Regions from separate parts of the Mus musculus genome. Here all the other regions are linked to region 2. Evidence: chromatin contacts called from public HiChIP or PLAC-seq data. All regions are on one chromosome and are shown on one strand. The core of a region is the stretch at or near the end of the contact, and the rest is flanking DNA. Distances in the headings are between cores, read along the strand shown.

Region 1 (3,341 bases), core at 322-2,821, 1.9 Mb after region 2:
AAAAGAATGGCAGTGCTGGCAGGCTGGCTCTGTGGTTAAGAGAGAATATTGCTCTTGCAGAGGGCCTGCATTCAATTCCCAGCACCCATATCACACCATTCACAATTTCCTGTAACACCCAGACACCGGGGATAGGAAATCTTCATCTACACACCACCCACAGAGGCACAACCCTATTATTAAAAATAAAGCATTTTAAATTAAAATTTAATTAATTAAAATAATTGCGAGCCAGAGAGATAGCTCAGCGCGTTACAGCACTTGCCAGCACTGAGTTCAATCGTCAAAATCCACATGGCAAAAGACAGAGCAGTCTCCTGAAAGTTGTCTTCTGGCCTTCATGTGTGTTCTGTGGCAAAAACTAGCCCTTCCTCCAACATACCCCAATATATACACAAATAAATGTAAAAAAAAATGCCTTTAAGTATAAATAAAAGGACATATGAAAAGGCAGGAGACATAGCTCAGTGGTCCAATGCTTCCTTAGCACACGTAAAGCCTACGTTCAATTTCCCAGTAAAAAAAAAAAGGGGGGGGGGGGGCTGGAAAAAAGTATAAAATGCCATGGAAGTGTAAGCCATAGCTGAACTTTTTAGGACAAGAACTTGTGAACCCCTTTGTTACACACCCCATACACTGTCACTTTCCCTGGGGTCAATCAGTGGGAAGTGACACTGCATAGGAGGAAAGGGCTCCTATTTTGCTTCATGCCTCTAGTGCTTGAACTTTCATCAGGAACATACATTACTTAAGCCGTGACAAAACTAGCCTAACTGTTAATTAAAGCGGCAAGTGTTAAGTAGGCTCTTTTTAATATAAATAGGCAGATCCTAATTTCATTGCCTCCGGAGAGAAGGTCCGTTTTACTATAGAAAGGGAACTCTGCATAAGGACTAGGGTTGTAGCTCCGGCAGGAGAGCGTGCACGCGGCACCGGTTCGAGTCCCAGTACTTGAACAACCGAAAAGGACCTGCATCGGGAAGAGCTACGTAGCATTAAAGGGTGTTCTTGGGCCCCTGGGCTCCCCCAGAGCCTTCAGGAAAGGGCTGGGAATGCAGGACCCTCGCTCTCCCCCCCTCCCCCGCCCCCGAGGAGACACCGTTAGGGGGCGCTCGTGGGGTGACAGCAGACATTCGCTCCGCTCCGTTACATGCCCCAGTAACCCCAGCGCCGGCGACCGAGAGTAACCTCGCGGTCTGGTGACGCCCCCGCCCCCCCCCGCCCCCCCCCCGCCCCGACTCTCGCCTGCTCCTGTCTCAACCAATGGGAAGGCAGCGAGCAAGCCGGCCGGACACCCGTCCGACCCACTCCTGCCCGGAGCCGTCCGGACCGAGTTGTACTGTCACCTCGCCTCGCGCTCCCGCCTGCTCCAATAGCAGCTGGGTCGCGATCGCAAGCCCCGCCCCGCCCCGCCGGCCCGGCCCGTTTCCCTTCCTCACGGGAGTCACCTTTGCCTTACAAACGCTCGGCCCCGCCCTCTTCCTACCTTGCTGCGCTCGGCCCCGCCCCCGGCTGGCTCGACCAATAATCGGGTGGGTCTAGAGGCTCTGGGCGGGCCCGCAGCCAATGCGCACGCCGTGGGCGGGCCCCCGGCCGGAATTGGGGGTGAAGCCACCGCGTTCTGCCCACATTCGGGGCGCGGAGCTGGGGGTCCCCGGGGGGCGCCCGCAGTTAAGATGGCGTCTACAGCGGACGGGGACATGGGAGAGACGCTGGAGCAGATGCGGGGGCTGTGGCCGGGTGTCGAGGATCTGAGCCTTAACAAGTTGGCGACGTCTCTGGGCGCGTCGGAACAGGCGCTGCGGCTCATCTTCTCCATCTTCCTGGGTAAGGACCCTCCTGCCTGCCTCTGCCCCCTCGTGGAGTCCCAAGGAAATGGGCAGAATGGGGTCTGGGGACAGGACCTGTCTGTCTGCCCCGAACCTGGGACCCAGGAGGGCTTGGGGGTGCGGGTCATCAAGCACACCAGCCAGCTATCGAAGGGAAGACAAGTCTGGTCTCAAGTCTGGGGGCCCGTACCCTCTGAACCTCTTCCCATTTTCTTTGGCCCATACTGTGCCCTTTGGCTCCTCAGTCACCTCCCGCCTTGTCATCGATATGCCGGACTGTGCCCTTGCGACCTATGTCTGTCTGTGGCTCTCAAGAGTTCGACTGTGGCCATGAGTACTACTTATTTGTTATTAACAGCTCCCATCATGCGCTCTCCTTACGAGAGGCATAGGCCCTCGAACTTAAGATATTTTAGCCCTACGGGCCTCCTCTGCCCGATTATTTCATACTATGTCTTCTCGGTCTATTTTGTGTATTGCCAACGTATAGTGTACTTTCATCTCTTTTCTGTCCACTTTCTAGTATTTTCTTGTACCATATTGCTTTCCCCCTTAGCCGCCCACCTGTCATTTACTCTGGAATACATTCTTACACTGGGCTTGGGAAACAGCACTATTAACAACCTTAAAAACTCCATGCTTGTTCCAAGGGACTATTATTCATATGGTTCAAAGGATGTGATGTACCTGAATTTATGTCGCAACAAGCTGTGTTATATATTATATATATATTTTATAGTCTTTTAAAAACCGCACTCTTCGAGGTTTTTTAATACATGAGGTAACGTGGTATGATGGAAAAAGTGTGGACTTTGAAGTTAAAGGAGTCCCACTCTTTACCGTTTGTGAGTAGCAACCACTCTTGTCGCTACTCACAAACGGTAAGACCCCCCAGGCAAGCCATTTAACTGCTCCGCATCTAATTCTCTTATGAGATGAAGACAGCCGTGCTTAGCATTGGATCGCTGTAAAGTCCGGTAAGAATTCTTAGGTCAAGATCAGTGATCAGAGACTCGATTCAGTAGGTTTTTAAGTCCTTGGAACTTTTGGGGAAGGCTGCATAACTTTAACCTGAGAGAGGCGTAAGTAGAGGGTTAACTGTAGGAAGTTTGAGATAAATTGGGTGTGGTGACTTATGCCTTTGCGGCTCAGTGCCCTGGGACTAAGGCAAGAGAACTGTGAGTTTGAGCCTGGGCTAATGGTTTGAGACCCTATTTTTAAAAAGGGGGGGGGGAGGACTGGAGAGATGGCTCAGCAGGTAAGAGCACTGACTACTCTTCTGAAGGTCCTGAGTTCAAATTCCAGCAACCACATGGTGGCTCACAATCATCTGTGATGAGATCTGACACCCTCTTCTGGAGCGTACTTACATATAATAAATAAATAAATAAATAAATAAATAAATAAATAAATAAATAAATGGAAAAAGTTTGAGACAATTGGGCTGAGAAGAATAAATAAAAGAAAAAAAAAGTTGGAGACAATTGGGCTGGGAAGAGTTTAAATTCGAGA
Region 2 (3,466 bases), core at 126-2,625:
CCCTCCCACTCCCACAGGAAGCATCTTCCAAGGCTAGGGATCTGGAGGCTGCAGATAAACAGCTGATACCGAGTTCCAGGAAAGGAGCCACCCCCCTGGTACTCAGTGAGGGCCCTATTCCCAGGCTGTTTGGAGAGCCTCTCAGGTCAGAGGAGATGGAGAGGCCACAGAGAGAGGCCAGTGAGGCAACAAGGCTCTTGGGACACTGTGGTCCACAAACCCTAAAACACTTACATAATCTGACCCTTTGCAGTAAAAGTTACCAACTCCCGAGTTTTACTGTAGATGAGGCAAATGAAATGGGACCTTAAAGCTGTGAGATCACAGTCATTGGCTGGGATCAGAAGAAGGAAGGAGGCACTGTCTGTGGTAGCAGAGGCTGGAGACAAAGAACATGCCTCTGAGCGGGGAAACTCTGAGGACTTCCTGTGAATGAAAAAATGGTCCAGCCAAGACTGACAACCGACCGTACTCAACAGGAAAGTCTTTCTCAGTCTCAGTCTCTCTCTCAATATCTTTCATTTCATGTAACAGGAATCCACGGGAGTGCCACCGTGAGAGTGCCCTACTTAAGGGCACTGGGCCTAGAGGCTGGTTTTCCAGGTTCCCCCGGGGCCTGCAGGCAGCTTTAGATTTTACTGGAGAGTAAGCACTGAGAGGAAGTCACTTTGAGTATACTGCTGTCATCCATGTCATTAGTGAGGGAAAAACTGGGACTGGAGGAGAGGTGGCTGAAGATTAGTTGATGAATTGTCCTTAGGTTTTCTTTACACCCACCTTAGTCATTTTTTGTGAACACCTCCTTCCCCCCGCGCGCGCGCTTAAAAGGTAGCAAACAGTCTGCATAGACCCAACCAAAGACCAATGTAGGGAGATAACTGTTGAGCATGGGCCAAGGCCAACAGACTCAGCAGGGAGTTCCTCATTTTCTCATGGGTAATATTCCCTTTTCAGGCTGGAGAAGTGAGGGTCAGAGACTGAAGCACTTAGGTTAAACATCCCAGCTCAAGATGTGTTTAAAGGATAACATGCTTAGATTTTCTAATGCCAATTTACAACACATCAGATTATGTCCCGCGACTGGTGTTATGAAGAACATGTCTATCCAAAGTCCTAAAATGTCATTAAGGGTTAAATGCATGCAAGCAGCGTTCACGTGCTTCCTTGGTTTGGGGCACAGAGAAAGGTAGAGTACGGCGGATGTTAGGACGGCGAGGCAGGCACCAGAAAGCCCTTATTTCTACTTTCTTCTGCTTATTTCGACCCCGACGCACGCCTAAATAGCAAGTAGCACAAAATGTATAGCCCTAATGTGCAGGGCTGTTCTTTTCCGTCGGTCGTCGATCGTGCCACAGTGGCGCAGTTCGCTGCGGATGGTGCAGGGTGACCCAACGCTCTGCGCATGCTCACACACATCTGATCCTTCCCAGGCCCACCCTTTCCTTCTTCCTGGTGGTCTGCAGCCCACCCTACCTTTTACTTCTAAATTCACCCTCCGCCTTTCCCAGTCCGTTTCTTTCTTTTTAATACCCCCACCCCCGCCTCCTCCCGACAAGTCAACCAAAAACGTCAAGGGAACGTGAGGACCAAGGGAAGGAGCGGAACACTGCAGGATGCGCGAATGAGTCAGCGAGCTGGGGAGGCAGATCCAAGCGACTCAGGGACCGCGGGGGCTGCCGGGCGCCGTGCCAATACGCACGTCCCTTCTGCCGGGCGGGGTCGGCCAGCGCCCACCGGATGGGGCTGAGAAAGTGCAGTTGTCAGGAATCCGAGGCATCTCTGTGGAGCAGCAGGTTACGCCAGAGTCTGCCTCGAGGGCGAGGGCGAATGCCCCACCTGCGCCCGGCAGTCTCCCCACCTGTCCATCTATTTTGCCGCAGGCCATTCGGCTTCGTCGTGCAGCACACCAGGTCGCTCACGTTTCCCACGCTGCCTGCTTCTTTTTATTTCAGTCAGCTTTACATATACTACGCGTGCAAAAGCGTTCACCCATTCCAGCTGTTCGGGTAGATGACTAATTTTTGATGCCTGCAGTCTCCTGTCTCCGTGCCACCCCACTGCAATCATCAGAGTGCAAATTTACTCTTAGAACATTCTCCTGCAGCATGCTCTCACTGAGGTTACCCGGTCATTGTTCGGTGGCATTCGAGCGACTGTAGGCTTTTGTAACGGACCCAGCAGGAGGAGATAATCTGGGAGAGACACCAGCTCCTCCCCTTAGCTATCAACCTATTCAAACAATGGACCAAAGAATTAAAATTTCCCCAGGACTCCCAAGCGTTTGAGGGTGGAGGTGGGGTGCAGATCCCCTGGTGAGGAGGGTTAAGGGACGGTGGTGGGGGTGGGGTGGGGGTTAGGACGGGGCACTTTGCCTACCGGGAAAGATTTCACAGGGATCTGACAACTTTATCATACCCTTATTTCCTGGCCTTTGTTTCATCACTTCTGTAAAATTTACACCTGTTACAGAAATGGCGGAGAAAAACTAGGCATCATTCTCTGTTTTGGACAAGTCGTACATAAATCCAATTTTCCTTCAATTTTGCTTCCTTATATCTTTTAAAATGTATCAGGAAGCTGGTCGGATTGACACAAACATTTAATCCCAGCACTCTGGAGAAGAGGCAGGAGGATCAGTGAGTTAGAGGTCAACTAGGTCTATGTGGTGAATTGCAGGATATCCAAAGCTACATCTTGAGACCCTGCCTTGAAAAATTAGAACAAGGAAAAAAAGAACCAGGTTTAAGATGTAAATGTCTTCCTGTGACATTTTTCTCAGTTACTTTTTCATATATTAGCAGATAGGAGGTATTTCTTATGGACCGTACACAGTTAAAATGGGGAACGAGTTAAACTTATTTTTCATCTCTGCGCAGTATTTGGATGCTCCCCCCCCCCAGCCCCCACCAAGACAACTGGATTCACTGACTAATCCTTTCTGAGAGGTAATTGTTTTCTCTCTCTCTCTCTCTCTCTCTCTTTCTTTCTTTCTCTTTTTCTTTTTTCCTTCCTGAGGAAAGCTGCAGGGAAAAGAAGCACTTAAAGACTCAATTGCAGCTGAGTAGAAAGCCAGGTGGGACTGAAAGGAATTTTCCGAAGAATTGGGGGGTGGGGGTGGGGCACAGACATTAAAGGCTCTGTTTTAAAAACCAGGCACTCCAAGTCTCATGGTGTGGTTGTAAAAGCGACTGGAAGGCTGCCTTTGGGCAGACAGGATGTGAATTCCTGCAATAGACTCATAAAAGAAAATGTAAACTCGGACCATTGAGCCTAATGAAAGATGGGAGCTGAGAACAGTAGATTTGTCCTCCCACAGAGGGTGTGGTGTGTGTCTGGTGTGGTGTGTCTGGTGTGTGTGTGTGTGTGTGTGTGTGTGTGTGTGTGTGTGTGTGTGTGTGTGTTTAGGAAAAACAATCTAAGAGAAGGACACAAAGATGACTCGTAGGAAGGGCATTTCAAGATTTGC
Region 3 (3,713 bases), core at 450-2,949, 2.0 Mb after region 2:
CTGGGCTTCATAAGACTTGACCAGGCGGGCAAACTTAAGGACACCTGCAATCAGAAGCAAGTCAAGCCACACTGCTGGGGACCAGTGTGTGGAGGCAGCCAAGGGGGCTCCCTAGAGCAGAAGATCTCCTTTCGTCAGGCAGCCATCTGCAATAGAGGACAATTCACCCCCATGTCCTGCATGGCTTCAACCAACCCCGCCCCGGTTTTCACTAGGCACAACTGGATGCAATATAAAAAAGCCCTAAAACAGCTGGGCCTGCCCTTAATCCCAGCACTCGGGAGGCAGAGGTAGGTGGGTCTCTTGAGTTCGAGGCCTGCCTGGTCTACAGATTGAGTTCCAAGATAGCCAGGGCTACACAGAGAAACCCTGTCTCAAACAAACAAACAAAAAATTAAAAAGCATTATGTTTTCAGTCTCGGGTGAACCACGTTCAGCAGCTTAGCCTCAAGCAGCCTGATTTGAAAGAGACTCCCTGGTAGTCCTGGCTAGCTAACAAACAAACAAACAAACAAACAAACACAAAATTAATAAACAACTGTCCTTGGGAAGAGAGGGCTCAACCTGCCACACCAAACCTATTAGCCAAAAGGCAGACAAGAAAGAGTTCAGGTACACGAGAGAGTTCAGGTTAGAGCTGGGCCCAGTGACTCAAGCCTGTCACTTACTCAAAAGGCTGAGAAAGGTGGGTCTCTGGTTCAAGGCCATTCTGGGCAACTTACTGCGATCCTGACTCGGGGAGAGCTGGGAAGTTCGAGGGCCATGGAGAAACACTTGCCTATGTAGGGCTTTGGACTCTAGAGCCAGAACTTTTGTTTGGTGGGTTTTTGTTTTTTCAAGACAGGGTTTTCTTTGTATAGCCATGGCTACCCTGGAACTCCTCACCCTACATACCAGGCTGGCCTTGAACTCAGAGACCTGCCTGCCTCTGCTTCTCAAATGCTGGGATGAAAGGCCACTGTGGCCATGCCTGGCTTCAAGAGCCATAACTTTTCAGGCGGGGCTTAAGTCTAGTCCCTGAACTGTGAGTGGCAATGTTTGATGTGACTGCCGCCCTGTGGCGAGAAAAAGATCGATCGGGGGGGGGGGGGGGCATCATCATGCGTCCCACCCCCAGTCCATTCCTTTGCCAAGCCCTGTGGGACCCACCTTCCCCGTCGCAGCTGAAGCCATAGGCTTTAATAACCTCTTGTTGGATCTGTGTGGCTACGGGCAGCACAAATTGCAGCATCTTGCCCATATCGTTGCACGCATTGTCTCTAGCCTCGTCCATGCGCACGGCATTCTCTGGGGCCGAGAACGCTTGAATCACCTCCGCCAGGACCACTGCGAGACGGAAGCATCCCAGAGAGGTCCGCGGAGGACGGCGGGCGAGCCCAGAGGAGGGAAGAGGCAGGGAATTAGTGGGCCGAGGCCTGCAAGCAACCCGATAAGCTTGTCCTCCCAACCCTTCGCCCTAATGGGCAAGGGCCCCACTTGGAGAGGCAAAGAATAGTATCGCGCCCTCCCCCCAGAAGACGGCCCACACCCAGACTAGGCTCTTTCCTCACCCTTGGCCTGCTCCGCGCTCAGGGCCGCGGGCTGAGCCGAGGCGGACGCCATAGAACGCCACTCGGTGCTTGAGTAGTGGGAACACAGAAGAGATCCGGAGAACCCTGCAGCCAGCCACCTCCCCCACGGATGCAGGCCAGAGGAGGCAGAAAGGAAGCGGGACCGCACGAGGCGGAAGTCTCAGAGCGTGGCTCTAGCACATACGCGTTTCCTAGGAAACCAGAGAAGGATCAAAGCCCCTCTCACACACCGGGGAGCGGGGAAGAGAACTGTTTTGCTTTCATTGTAGACCAGTGAAATTGGGAGGGGTTTTCCGACCGAAGTCAGAAAACCTGCTAGACAAATTCTAAAAGAGCTGTAACACTTGCGGAAGTGCGTCTGTAGCGAGCCAGGGAAGGACATCAACTCCACTTTCGATGAGGGTGAGATCAAGGTGCCATTTCCACACCCCTCCACTGATATGTGAATCACAAAGCACAGTTCCTTATTCGGTTCGATAAACAATATTCTAAAAGACTATTAAAACCGCTCGTTTCTTGAGTTTGTGACCGCTTGTAAAGGCTATGCAAATGAGTCAGTGCTGATTGGCTGAAAACAGCCAATCACAGCTCCTATGTTGTTAAAAAAAAAAAAAGAGCTTCGCGAGATTAAAGGCTTGGAGCTAAAGCCGAAGTGAATCGGACTTAAGTAGTGGCAGGCGATGTGGCCCGATGTCTTGTAGTCTCATCCTTACAAGTTCCCCACACTGCAAAGACTCTGGAACATCAGGCCCGACCGGGCATAGCGCCACATTTCTGTGATACCAGCACAAAAGCTGAGAAGTTCAAGGCCAGCTTGGGCTCCATGGCCCTGCTTCATTAAAAATAGAGGGGTTGCAAAGATGGCTCACCCTGCTTGGCAATTCCTAACTGCCCTAACTCCAAGCTACAGGGACCCAACAGCTTCTGGTCTCTTTTGAGGCCTTGCATTCATAAGCGCAGACATGAGCTCATACACCTAACTATTAGTAAATCTTTTACAAATACTAATCTTATTGGCCTCCATGTTATACACCTTTAACTGTTTCAAATCATAAACTATGCTGAGAAGGGATTCAGATCTCTGAAACTGTCTCTGGAGCACTCTGGTGGCACATTATGTCAGTGATGTACTTCCAAGGGCTGAGTAGGTCTTAGATTTGCTTATGCTTGCTGTGCGCCTATTCTTGCTCTGAACGGCCTCAGGAGCCTGAACTCCCCAATCTAAAGGTCTAGGACAGGGCACCCCATAAGTATAGCTGAGCATCCAAGATCAAGAAGAGCCTTGTCAGGTTAAAGAGATGGCTCAGGGGGTTAAGAGCACAGACTGCTCTTCCAGGTGTCCTGAGTTCAATTCCCAGCAACCACTTGGTGGCTCACAACCATCTGTAATGGGATTTGATATTCTCTTCTGGTATGCATGAAGACTCTTGTAAAATAAATGAGTAATAAAAAAGAGCCTTGTCCAACTCCTAAGTTTCCATAAGAAAACCCCATTCATCCCTTCCCACTTCCCCTACAACAACCAGACCTCTCTCCCTACCCACCCCAACACCCTACCCACTGCAACCACCCTCCCCCAAATAAAAAACACGTCACAGACATATTCCTGGGGAACTGTGAGGATGTTTTTGTTTGGTTGGTTTTGGTCAGGATGTTTTTTAAAGAGCATCATATAGATATTTATATATATAAATTATTAATGTGGGACGGGTAAGGGCACATATCGCCGAGGGAGGGGGTGCACACACAGGGATGGGGCGGGGCAGCACACAATGCTACGCAAAACAGCCACATCTAACAGATGAAAAAAATCACACCAATGGGTTAGGGGAGGGGCAGTGGCCACCAAGGATTCGGCATAGAGGAGAAGAAAAGCAGGGGATAGGAGGAGGGACCTGGTCCAAGATACTGTGCACTTTCTGCCCCCACCCTTGCCACTTCCCACCTCTGCACACAACCCCGGGCCCTGACCTTGTCTGTCCCTTCTTCCCTCCCTCCCTCTACCCAGCTGCAGGAGCTCTGCAAGCGGGCAGCACCCTCTCCTCGGCTGGGGGTGGGGTGGGGTCAAAAGGTTGGGGTGGTCCTCCAAGGTCTGGATGAAGGAGCAGTGGGTGCTGTCTGGATCGCAGCTCTACAGCGGCT

Evidence for each region. HiChIP or PLAC-seq counts read pairs in DNA pulled down with a chosen protein or histone mark.
Region 1: an H3K27ac HiChIP or PLAC-seq map of embryonic stem cells shows a contact between it and region 2, with 4 times the contacts expected there. The contact joins the promoter of Lpcat3 here to the enhancer-like site in region 2. A contact is called at or near these places in 3 of 39 promoter capture datasets (the 3T3-L1 cell line, hippocampal neurons and stem cell-derived epiblast-like cells), 1 of 484 Hi-C or Micro-C datasets (embryonic stem cells) and 5 of 115 datasets of contacts at active chromatin or transcription factors (embryonic forebrain, embryonic stem cells and extraembryonic endoderm stem cells).
Region 3: a contact with region 2 is called in an H3K27ac HiChIP or PLAC-seq map of embryonic stem cells, with 4 times the contacts expected there. The contact joins the promoter of Grcc10 here to the enhancer-like site in region 2. A contact is called at or near these places in 2 of 39 promoter capture datasets (embryonic stem cells and pre-B cells) and 7 of 115 datasets of contacts at active chromatin or transcription factors (astrocytes, embryonic stem cells, extraembryonic endoderm stem cells and 2 more).

The regions. Positions count from the first base shown.
Region 1 is chr6:124,661,533-124,664,873 of GRCm38.p6, forward strand. Lpcat3 (lysophosphatidylcholine acyltransferase 3) reads left to right here and starts at 1,572. Exons shown (of 13, transcript NM_145130.2): 1 at 1,572-1,827. The coding sequence starts at 1,677.
Region 2 is chr6:122,763,131-122,766,596 of GRCm38.p6, forward strand. It overlaps a transcript of Slc2a3 not described here. Among named protein-coding and RNA genes, the nearest start is that of Slc2a3, 22 kb to the left of the region's middle. RefSeq lists an enhancer at 899-3,466. Within about 2 kb of position 1,376, at least 236 of the 459 cell types and tissues checked have an H3K27ac peak or open chromatin away from gene starts, as enhancers often do. A contact at or near this core is called in embryonic forebrain, embryonic stem cells, extraembryonic endoderm stem cells and 3 more, where this site is marked.
Region 3 is chr6:124,739,370-124,743,082 of GRCm38.p6, forward strand. Grcc10 (gene rich cluster, C10 gene) reads right to left here and starts at 1,700. Exons shown (of 3, transcript NM_013535.2): 1 at 1,551-1,700; 2 at 1,150-1,326; 3 at 1-44. The coding sequence starts at 1,602. It overlaps Rnu7 (U7 small nuclear RNA), which reads right to left and starts at 1,917; the gene lies at 1,856-1,917. It overlaps Atn1 (atrophin 1), which reads right to left. Exons shown (of 10, transcript NM_007881.4): 10 at 3,175-3,713. The coding sequence ends at 3,703.